Linked DNA regions of Oncorhynchus mykiss: region 1 is linked to region 2. Evidence: chromatin contacts called from public Hi-C data. All regions are on one chromosome and are shown on one strand. The core of a region is the stretch at or near the end of the contact, and the rest is flanking DNA. Distances in the headings are between cores, read along the strand shown.

Region 1 (4,450 bases), core at 250-2,749, 110 kb before region 2:
GAAGCGGATACTTTTTTCTCTTTACCTCAGAGAGGATCGTGTCCAAACGACTGACAACACACAAGATCTAAACTAATACACAATGAACCCATGACCGGTGCACAGTGTCCTTCGCCCCCGCCTGCCGAGCACTGTTTCCGTCAGGTCTGTTAATGTTACAACGAGGGAAGGAGCTAGCTAGCTCGGCTAGGACATCGGTACACAGTGTCCTTCGCCCCCGCCTGCCGAGCACTGTTTTCCGTCAGGTCTGTTAATGTTACAACGAGGGAAGGAGCTAGCTAGCTCGGCTAGGACATCGGTACACAGTGTCCTTCGCCCCCGCCTGCCGAGCACTGTTTCCGTCAGGTCTGTTAATGTTATAATGAGGGAAGGAGCTAGCTAGCTCGGCTAGGACATCGGTACACAGTGTCCTTCGCCCCCGCCTGCCGAGCACTGTTTCCGTCAGGTCTGTTAATGTTATAATGAGGGAAGGAGCTAGCTAGCTCGGCTAGGACATCGGTACACAGTGTCCTTCGCCCCCGCCTGCCGAGCACTGTTTCCGTCAGGTCTGTTAATGTTACAACGAGGGAAGGAGCTAGCTAGCTCGGCTAGGACATCGGTACACAGTGTCCTTCGCCCCCGCCACTGTTTTATTGCAGAGCACCGTTTTCCCACAGTTCCAACATCAACAGATTACACATCAATTTTAAGATAAAACATTGCACAATTAACCCTATCAATCACGAGACAACACTGTTTGTAAGCTTTTAAATTATATCAAACTCAACCGTTCATCTTTTCAGGTGATGAAGAAATGGATGCCTTATGGTATGGTGGAGTATTCAAAATGGGTCAACTGAGCCCCTTTATCTCCTGAATGTTTCGTCATTCAGGTTCAAAAAGTCACTTTCTGACCACCTCTTTCATGGGCAGACATGTATTGAACGTTTTGTTTAAATCAAAAGGGTTTCTGTCAAAAAGGGATCTAATTCAAATGGATTTACCCTATGATAAGTTTCATTCAGACCATTTTATTCAAAACCGAAAACTAATCCTTCCAATAGGTGGCAGTATAGTCATATCATTGAGGGGTCTTGGCGTTGGAGAGGCCTGAGAAATTGGCCTGAGAGATGGTCTAAAAAACTTACCCACCAGTAAGTAGCTTGCAGTGTAGAGAGGGGCCTGAGAGATGATGTCTAAACTTATCCCACCAGTAGGTGGCAGTATAGTGGGGAGCCTGAGAGATGATGGGCGCGTTCGAAAGGTGAGACTGACTGAGCTACAAATCACCTTGCATCATAAATAACTATTCAATATTATTTGTAGATGAGTCAGTCAATCACAATGTACCCATGATATATCACGGTTTTAATGCTCTCGAACACAGCCAATGTCTGCAGTTACACTTTATTGCAAATAAAAGTCAACGGAGTTGAAAGATTCAAAGCCGGATGTTCCCATGTCTGTACGGTTGCCATCAGTTAACACAGCCACAAAGTCAAAATTGTCTGTATCGTAAACATTCATGAATACAAACAATTTGCCTTTCGGTCTTCATTTAAAGTTCGGCACAAGGTTAGCAATGTGTTGAAGGCTAGGGTTAATGTTATGTTTCAAATCAGTGTTTAAGAATATAAATTGTAGAAATAGGCGTGGTTTATACCTTTATGGCTGGGGTAAGTAGTGACGACTCAGTGGTACTGCTAGCGGAACACTAGCTCCCATATTGAGCTTGGCTGTGAGCAGTACGGTTGTAGTAAGCTGCACATACCCAGGGATGGTCTTCCTTTAATGCATGTAAATTAGACACAGATGGTAAGGGTACAGTAGGTGTTTTTATTTAGGAACAGTGCAGCATAACTTGTTGAGAGATGTCGACGCGGTCGGAGAGAGAGAAAGCCCAGAAACTGAATGAGCAGCATCAGGCCATTCTGTCCAAAATGCTCCGAGAGGACGACAACAAGCACTGCGCTGACTGCGAGGCTAAAGGTAATCTCTGCTGCTGAAATACAGACAGTGAAGCTAGGTTAACCCACCAAGTGGTTGTGGTTTCATATACGCCATCCCACCCAGCCACACATGGGAGTTTGACTTCTGCCTGAGTGTGAATGAGCATGCTAACAGACATTGGCTAGCTAGCCAAGGTACACCGGTCATTCCATTTGACAGGGTTGATAGCTTGCTAGCCTAGCACGATGGAAGCAACACAAAAAGCAGGTATTGGCTCCGATGTCCTTCTCTCCAATTTATTTATGAGCGGAAAAACAATGTCGGAGACCAGTCTCCAGTATTGCCAGCACACAAGTCAATAAGGGCGGATCATACAATCCTGATGTAGCTAGCAGTGACTGTCAAGCAGGTTTTGATTCAGTTCAGCGAACCACCCATCTGTGATTAATGAATGCCTCTTGCGTCATGATGACGTGTTTTGCTAACATTTACCTTTCGTTTATGGACAGTCCCTATTTTCATTTCACTATCAGCTACAAGTGTGTTGACCATGACCATGCGAGCATTGATCAGTCAACAGCATGACGTGTCCATATTTCATACCACTGGGTCCTTATCTGCTTTGCCCTCTAGAGTTTCTCTGGTTGGTCTCAAAGTTAGGCTTTTGAGATGTGACTGTAGTTGCCATAGCTCCGAGAGAGTCCAGTCCAGACTGGTTCTCACGTGGTTGGGGGATGCTGGTTGTTTGATTGACAGATGGGGCCAATGAACAGCAGAGTTTATGGATGATGCTGTAAAATGAGGGATACATCCAGGAAGAGGACAGGTGACAACTGACAACAACTTTGCACTATCCTTTGTCAGACACAAAAGTTGACCTGGCACACACTACACATTGCTCTTTCAAATTCCAGATTCACCTCCATCTGAATACAATATATTGTATAGCCTACATGGGTATTATCCCAGGAGTGTGTTGTCAAATTTGTGCACTATACACCCACCCATTGCTAAATATCCTGGGCAGGCTCTAATCTGTAGAATGGTTCTATTTGTTTTCTATTCTTAGCCTATGTAATCCTGCTTTATGTAACGCTGAATTATAGCTCAGTCAGGTAAAAGGAAGTGTCAGTGTTTGTTTATTAAGTGAAAGCTCCACTCAAGCTGCATCCTTGGGTGCTTTATATGTGAATGCTCACGCTGCATCCGTCTCTACGTCTGCCCACGTTGTGTTTAAGTGTGTGTGTGTCGTGAGGCATTTGTTCCTGTAAATTGTGTGTGTGCATAGCCTATGGGTTATGATTGTGAGATGCTGCTGTCAGCTCATATTTCTTAGCACTGTGTTAGAGAAAATGGAAGGAAAGCGGGAGAGAGAGAGAGGGATCGTTCTATACTGGGGTGTTGCTTATCTCCTCTCTCTATCTTCTCATTGCCTAAGCTCTGGTTTCTATGTCTCCAGTGTCCACGCAATGGGCAAGGAAAATTACCCAGCACCCTTCACTGCTTCTCCTTCCATGGCCTACAAGATGGGGCAAATAAGTGTGTTTCTGTTTTAATGGCTTCCCACCTACAACTCAGGTTTCAGGACAGTCTCCACCATGTTGCGTTTACCAATATCCATGCCTTTGAGATCAGAGCTGGGGTTGTTTGGAGTCTGGACTATACACTTGGGAATTAGTGGTAAGACCTTCATCAGGCTTAGGGGTCAACTCTTCTCTGCAATCAGAGGAAGATATTTTCAGCTGCTTTCTTCCTCCGTGTTGTCATGCTGCAGTAAGGGTTGATAGTCATTTGACTTCAGACGTCACTGAGTAACAAGGGCCTGAGGCACTCTCGCTTCACTCACTATTTAGTAAAATACGCAAGCTGGCACAGACATGTTGCACTGTCTCTTTCTGTCAATATGTCTCTCAAGACAACGTATCTGCCCTTTGTGCTAGTGCTGAAGTTAGTATTAGCAAGGGGGAGATGGCATCTCTCTCAACACACACCCCAGAGGCATGTTAACCCATGACTGGTAGAGCAGCCCTCTGATAGGCTGGCCCAGGCCGGGTGGGTGTGGCTCATAGGTTACATCATCAAGCTCCATCTGATCAAACACTATCAGTTGGCTTTGTTGTGCCTAGCCTACTAAACCCAGACCACACAGGAAGAATACCTCTCGTTTCATTTCCACCTCTGCAGTGAAACTGGGAGAGGGGGGCTAGGTTGTGTGTGTTCCTAGACAGCCAGGACTATGTGTGACAGACCTGCAATAATGGTGAATAGGTGGGGTGTTGGCCCGTAGCTTTGACTACTGCCGTGTGACGAGTGACTCACCTGAGCTGCTCAGCTGTAATTCCACCCTGCCCGCCTGTGTCTCTGTGCCTGTAAACACTGTGTGCACACTGCCCTACATTCTCAGGGTGTGTGTGAACAAATGTTAGTGTATACCTCTACCGTTGCTGTGTCTCAAGGCACATAAACCTCGGCTAGAACAGAGTGCTTTCCTTTTCGATCATTAGACTTGCCTACTTGTGCT
Region 2 (4,447 bases), core at 1,881-4,380:
TGTCAGCAATTTCCATCTTTATTCTTTTGAACTTGACATTAATTGGGGTATTTAGAGTACTATATACACTGAGTGTACAAAACATTAAGAACACCTGCTTTTTCCATGACATAGACTGACCAGGTGAATCCAGCTGAAATCTATACTCTCTTACTGATGTCACTTGTTAAATCCACTTCAATCAGTGTAGATGAGACAGGTTAAAGAATGATTTTTAAGCCTTGAGACAATTGAGACATGGATTGTGTATGTGTGCAATTCAGAGGGTGAATGGGCAAGACACAAGTTAAGGGCTTTTGAACGGGGTATGTTAGTAGGTGCCAGGCACACCGGTTTGTGTCAGGAACTGCAATGCTGCTGGGTTTTTCACGCTCAACAGTTTCCCGCGCGTATCAAGAATGGTCCACCACCCAAAGGACATACAGCCAACTTGACACAACTGTGGGAATCAGTGGAGTCAACATGGGACAGCATCGCTGTGGAACGCTTTCAACACCTTGCAGAGTCCATACCTTGGTGAATTGAGGCTGTTCTGAAGGGGGGAGGGGTGCAACTCAATATTAACAAAGGCGTTCTTAATGTTTTGTACACTCAGTGTAGCTAGAGAACATTAAACAGAACAAGGCTATGTCAATAACTCAGATAAAACCTTCTAGTCCCAAGCTCTCGAAATTCACCATTAGATGGATAGAATATGTATGTTCTAGCCATTCTATGAGCCAGACCTACGATAACCCTGACTGCCCAATGCCAGTTTACCACAAAAGGTGAGTGTATAGCCTGTAGCACACAGATGAGTCTGAAGAGAGCCATGGATCTCCAGAGTTATGGAAATGTCAGTGTACAGCAGACATTTGGAATCTTAAACACTAAAATAACACACACTGGTTTCTGCTAATTGAGGTGTGTGTTTGGTGAGAAGAAGAATGTGTGAGGGATATGACACACACACACGTACGTACACACACACACACACGTCATGTCAACAGCAGCTAATCATGCCTTCTAAGAGAATGCATGTATTTAATTAGGGCTTATTGTGTAAGGTAAAGCCTTGCTGTCTTACTAGATATTGGTTGATGTTAATAATGTTGTGTGTTGAGTACAGAGTGGTAGATGGGGACTGTTGTGTCACACTTTGTTCTGGATTGGGGTCGTCAGACTGCTGAACAATTAATCAAATGGCCACCCGGGCTATTTACAATGACACTACCCCCCCCCCCCCCCCCCCCCCCCTTTGTTATTACACTGCTGCTACTCGCTGTTTATTATCTATGCATAGTCACTTTTCCCCGACCTACATGTACAAATTCCTCAACTAACCTGTACCCCCACATATTGACTCGGTACCGGTACCGCCTGTATAGATAGCCTTGTTATTGTTATTTTATTGTGTTACTTCATATTTGATTTTTTACTTTATTTTATTTAGTAAATGTTTTCTTAACTCTATTTCTTGAACTGCATTGTTGGTTCAGGGCTTGTAAGTAAGCAATTCATGGTAAGGTCTACCTACACCTGTTGTATTCGGTGCATGAGACAAAATAAAATGTATTTGATTTGAGTGTGTGGGTATGGTGGGTTCAGTGTCATGTGTTGGGAGTGGAAGTAGAGGCAGTCTGCACCTAGTGTCATTTGGGTAGAAGTTTCCCTGGTGAAATGTGTGGTGTATAATTAGAGGTAGTGGTGAGCTGTGTTGGGGTATTCTGTGGTGAGCTGTGAGCTGTGTTGTCGTATTCTGTGGTGAGCTGTGTTGGGGTATTCTGGGGTGAGCTGTGTTGGGGCATTCTGTGGTGAGCTGTGTTGGGGTATTCTGTGGTGAGCTGTGTTGGGGTATTCTGTGGTGAGCTGTGTTGGGGTATTCTGGGGTGAACTGTGTTGGGGCATTCTGTGGTGAGCTGTGTTGGGGTACTTATGTTGAGCTATGTTGGGGGGATGGATGTTGTGGTGTGTTGGGTAGGAGTATGGGGTATTCTGTGTTGGGGAGTGGTTGTTACTGTGGGTTAAGTGCAGTGTACCCACAGCACTGATTCATACTGACAGAATGAGGCGGCTGCCTCCTGGAATGGGTGCTGGAGCAGAGCGAGTGACTCACCCTGTGTGTGGGTATGTGTAAAGGAGAGAGACTATTTCAATTGGCGGCATTGTCTTACAGAGAAGGACCAAATAGGCCAAAATATTGTCTCTTCATCTTGTAACACACACACACTACAAACCACTAATCCTAAAACCACACATCTGTACCAGTATCACAGCATGTGTATGTGCTTTATGTGTTACAATAATGTCACAGATCTGTTTGTGTGCACGCCTGTCTGCCCATGTGTGAGACTGACATTCACTCTCCTTCCAGAATAGAGCTTATGTCTTAGCTATCTGTACCAGATGGCTTCACGGTGTGTTACTCCTCTTCTTGTTTCAGTTTCCTCTGAAGTTTGGACTGGAAACTCGTGCAGGTGTTGTGTCTGCACCTGATAAGATAAGAAGCTTCTTTCCGTCTGTACCACCAGTGGGCTCCAGGGATTTGTCCCTCAGAGTTGGTGTCATAATTATCCTCACCTAACATCCACACATTTTTGGCGAGAAATATTTTGTTATGTGGGCCAATCAAAAGTTCAACCTCTAACACATTGTATGTATTATATTAGCTATTTGTAAGAGGTGCATATGACGCATCTAATCCAATTTAGCGTTTGTGCGTTCTCATCTACAGTTCCATGTAACAAATCAGAGTGACATTCAGAACTCGTATACTGTATAATACACATGTGAACTGGAAGGTACCATATGGCAAATAAAGAGGAAAAGATTCATAAGAAACTTTGTTCCAAATGGGGAATTTATCTTGGACATACATAAACAAACCACTACTGTATAAAATGTATTAAATATTAAATCATGCCCTTCAGATGAACATTGCAAAATATAAAATGCAACAGTATTATGGTTGGATTGGACGACCTTTAATCTCGGCACTCAAAACCAAATTTCACATGCGCTGTCTGTTACGAGAGACTATAACCACTCTATATTTCAAAATGGCATCCTAGGTTTCTCAGACGAAACTGGACTTACATTTCGGGGTGTTTCAGTCTGAGGTCGAAACTAGTTAGAAAGCAGATCTCTGAGTAACAAGGCGCAGAAAGAGAAGTGAAAATTAGAGAAGCCTACACCCATAAGGACAAAGACAATATTGGAGTATGCTTATTTGACCAACATTTGACCAACTTATTTGACCAAGGAGTTGACCATGAATGAATGATTCAATGATATGTGGTTAAGGGGGTTCACAGAAGGTTACATGAGATGGAATCACACACACACAATGTGCTTGATTAACCTTTGACCTTTCTTGGTCAGACTGTTACTGTGATCCAACATGATCACAATACTCACATAATCCTGCCTCTCCAGCTGTACAAAGTACATGTTATTCCATGTCTATTTGTGTGCAGTAATTTTGTGTGCGAATGTGTTAATGTCATAGTGTATAACAGCATTGTGCGTGTGTGTGTGTGTGGTGTGTTTGTGAGAGAGAGGGGTGGCTCAGCCAGCTGTTCCATTCACCGCAGAAATCCCCAGGTCAGCTCTGTGACCCAGGTTTCAGTTCCTCATGGCAGAAAGACAAGCAGTGATATAAATATTGGAATAGAGATAGAAAGCATGTGAATCCCCTAAACAGTCCAAGTGAGACCAACAGCACCGCAAGAGTTGAGGATGATGGTAAACCCAGTAAACCCATGGTTTAGTCTCAAGGATGATAGTAAACCCATGGTTTAGTCTCGAGGATGATAGTAAACCCATGGTTTAGTCTCGAGGATGATAGTAAACCCATGAGTGTTTTACTCTCATTGAAATAAATGACACACATGATTAATTACAAAACAGAGAAGGTTGTGGTGAAGAATAGCCTTTATTCATCAAATTCAAAATACATTGAACATTTAAAACAATTGTTAGATCAAACAAATGACACATATTTACTGTTATTAAAAGCACACACTAACACAGAAACTCTCAACTTCACCCTATTTGAAGAGCTGGAACTATCACCATGCCAACACCTCTGCAGTCTTTTAAGACCTGCAAGAGTGAGTCATCAAGGGAAGAGAAGCAGTGTTCAGTGTGGAATCAGGCCTATAGTCATTCTGGATAATATATAAGGCAGTAATTCTATGGTACTTCCGATGCAATGTGTGATCTGCAAGCAGAGAATGATAGAGGCCTCTAGCGGCCAAAAGCATTTTAGCAAGGGCAGCGCCATCGAGGGTTTCCACTATGGTTGGACAGTATCCAGATTTTCTCTTATTGTCATACCGTCCTCTCATTCCAGGTTTTATGGTATTACCGGCCAAAAAACACCAAAAAAAAGCCCATTCGGTGTCTATTACCAGAATGCTAACAAAATTAGCACAAATAATTGTGAATTTCCATTGAGACTGCTAGC

What was found. Hi-C and Micro-C count contacts between places; a contact is called where the count stands out from the background.
Region 1: a contact with region 2 is called in a Hi-C map of liver, with 8 times the contacts expected there. The contact joins the promoter of smap1 here to the enhancer-like site in region 2. A contact is called at or near these places in 2 of 3 Hi-C or Micro-C datasets (blood and liver).

Annotation. Positions count from the first base shown.
Region 1 is chr1:72,101,076-72,105,525 of USDA_OmykA_1.1, reverse strand. smap1 (stromal membrane-associated protein 1) reads left to right here and starts at 1,499. Exons shown (of 12, transcript XM_036984638.1): 1 at 1,499-1,968. The coding sequence starts at 1,851.
Region 2 is chr1:71,990,199-71,994,645 of USDA_OmykA_1.1, reverse strand. No RefSeq gene overlaps it. Among protein-coding and RNA genes, the nearest start is that of LOC110528682, 8.8 kb to the left of the region's middle. Within about 2 kb of position 3,130, at least 4 of the 11 cell types and tissues checked have an H3K27ac peak or open chromatin away from gene starts, as enhancers often do.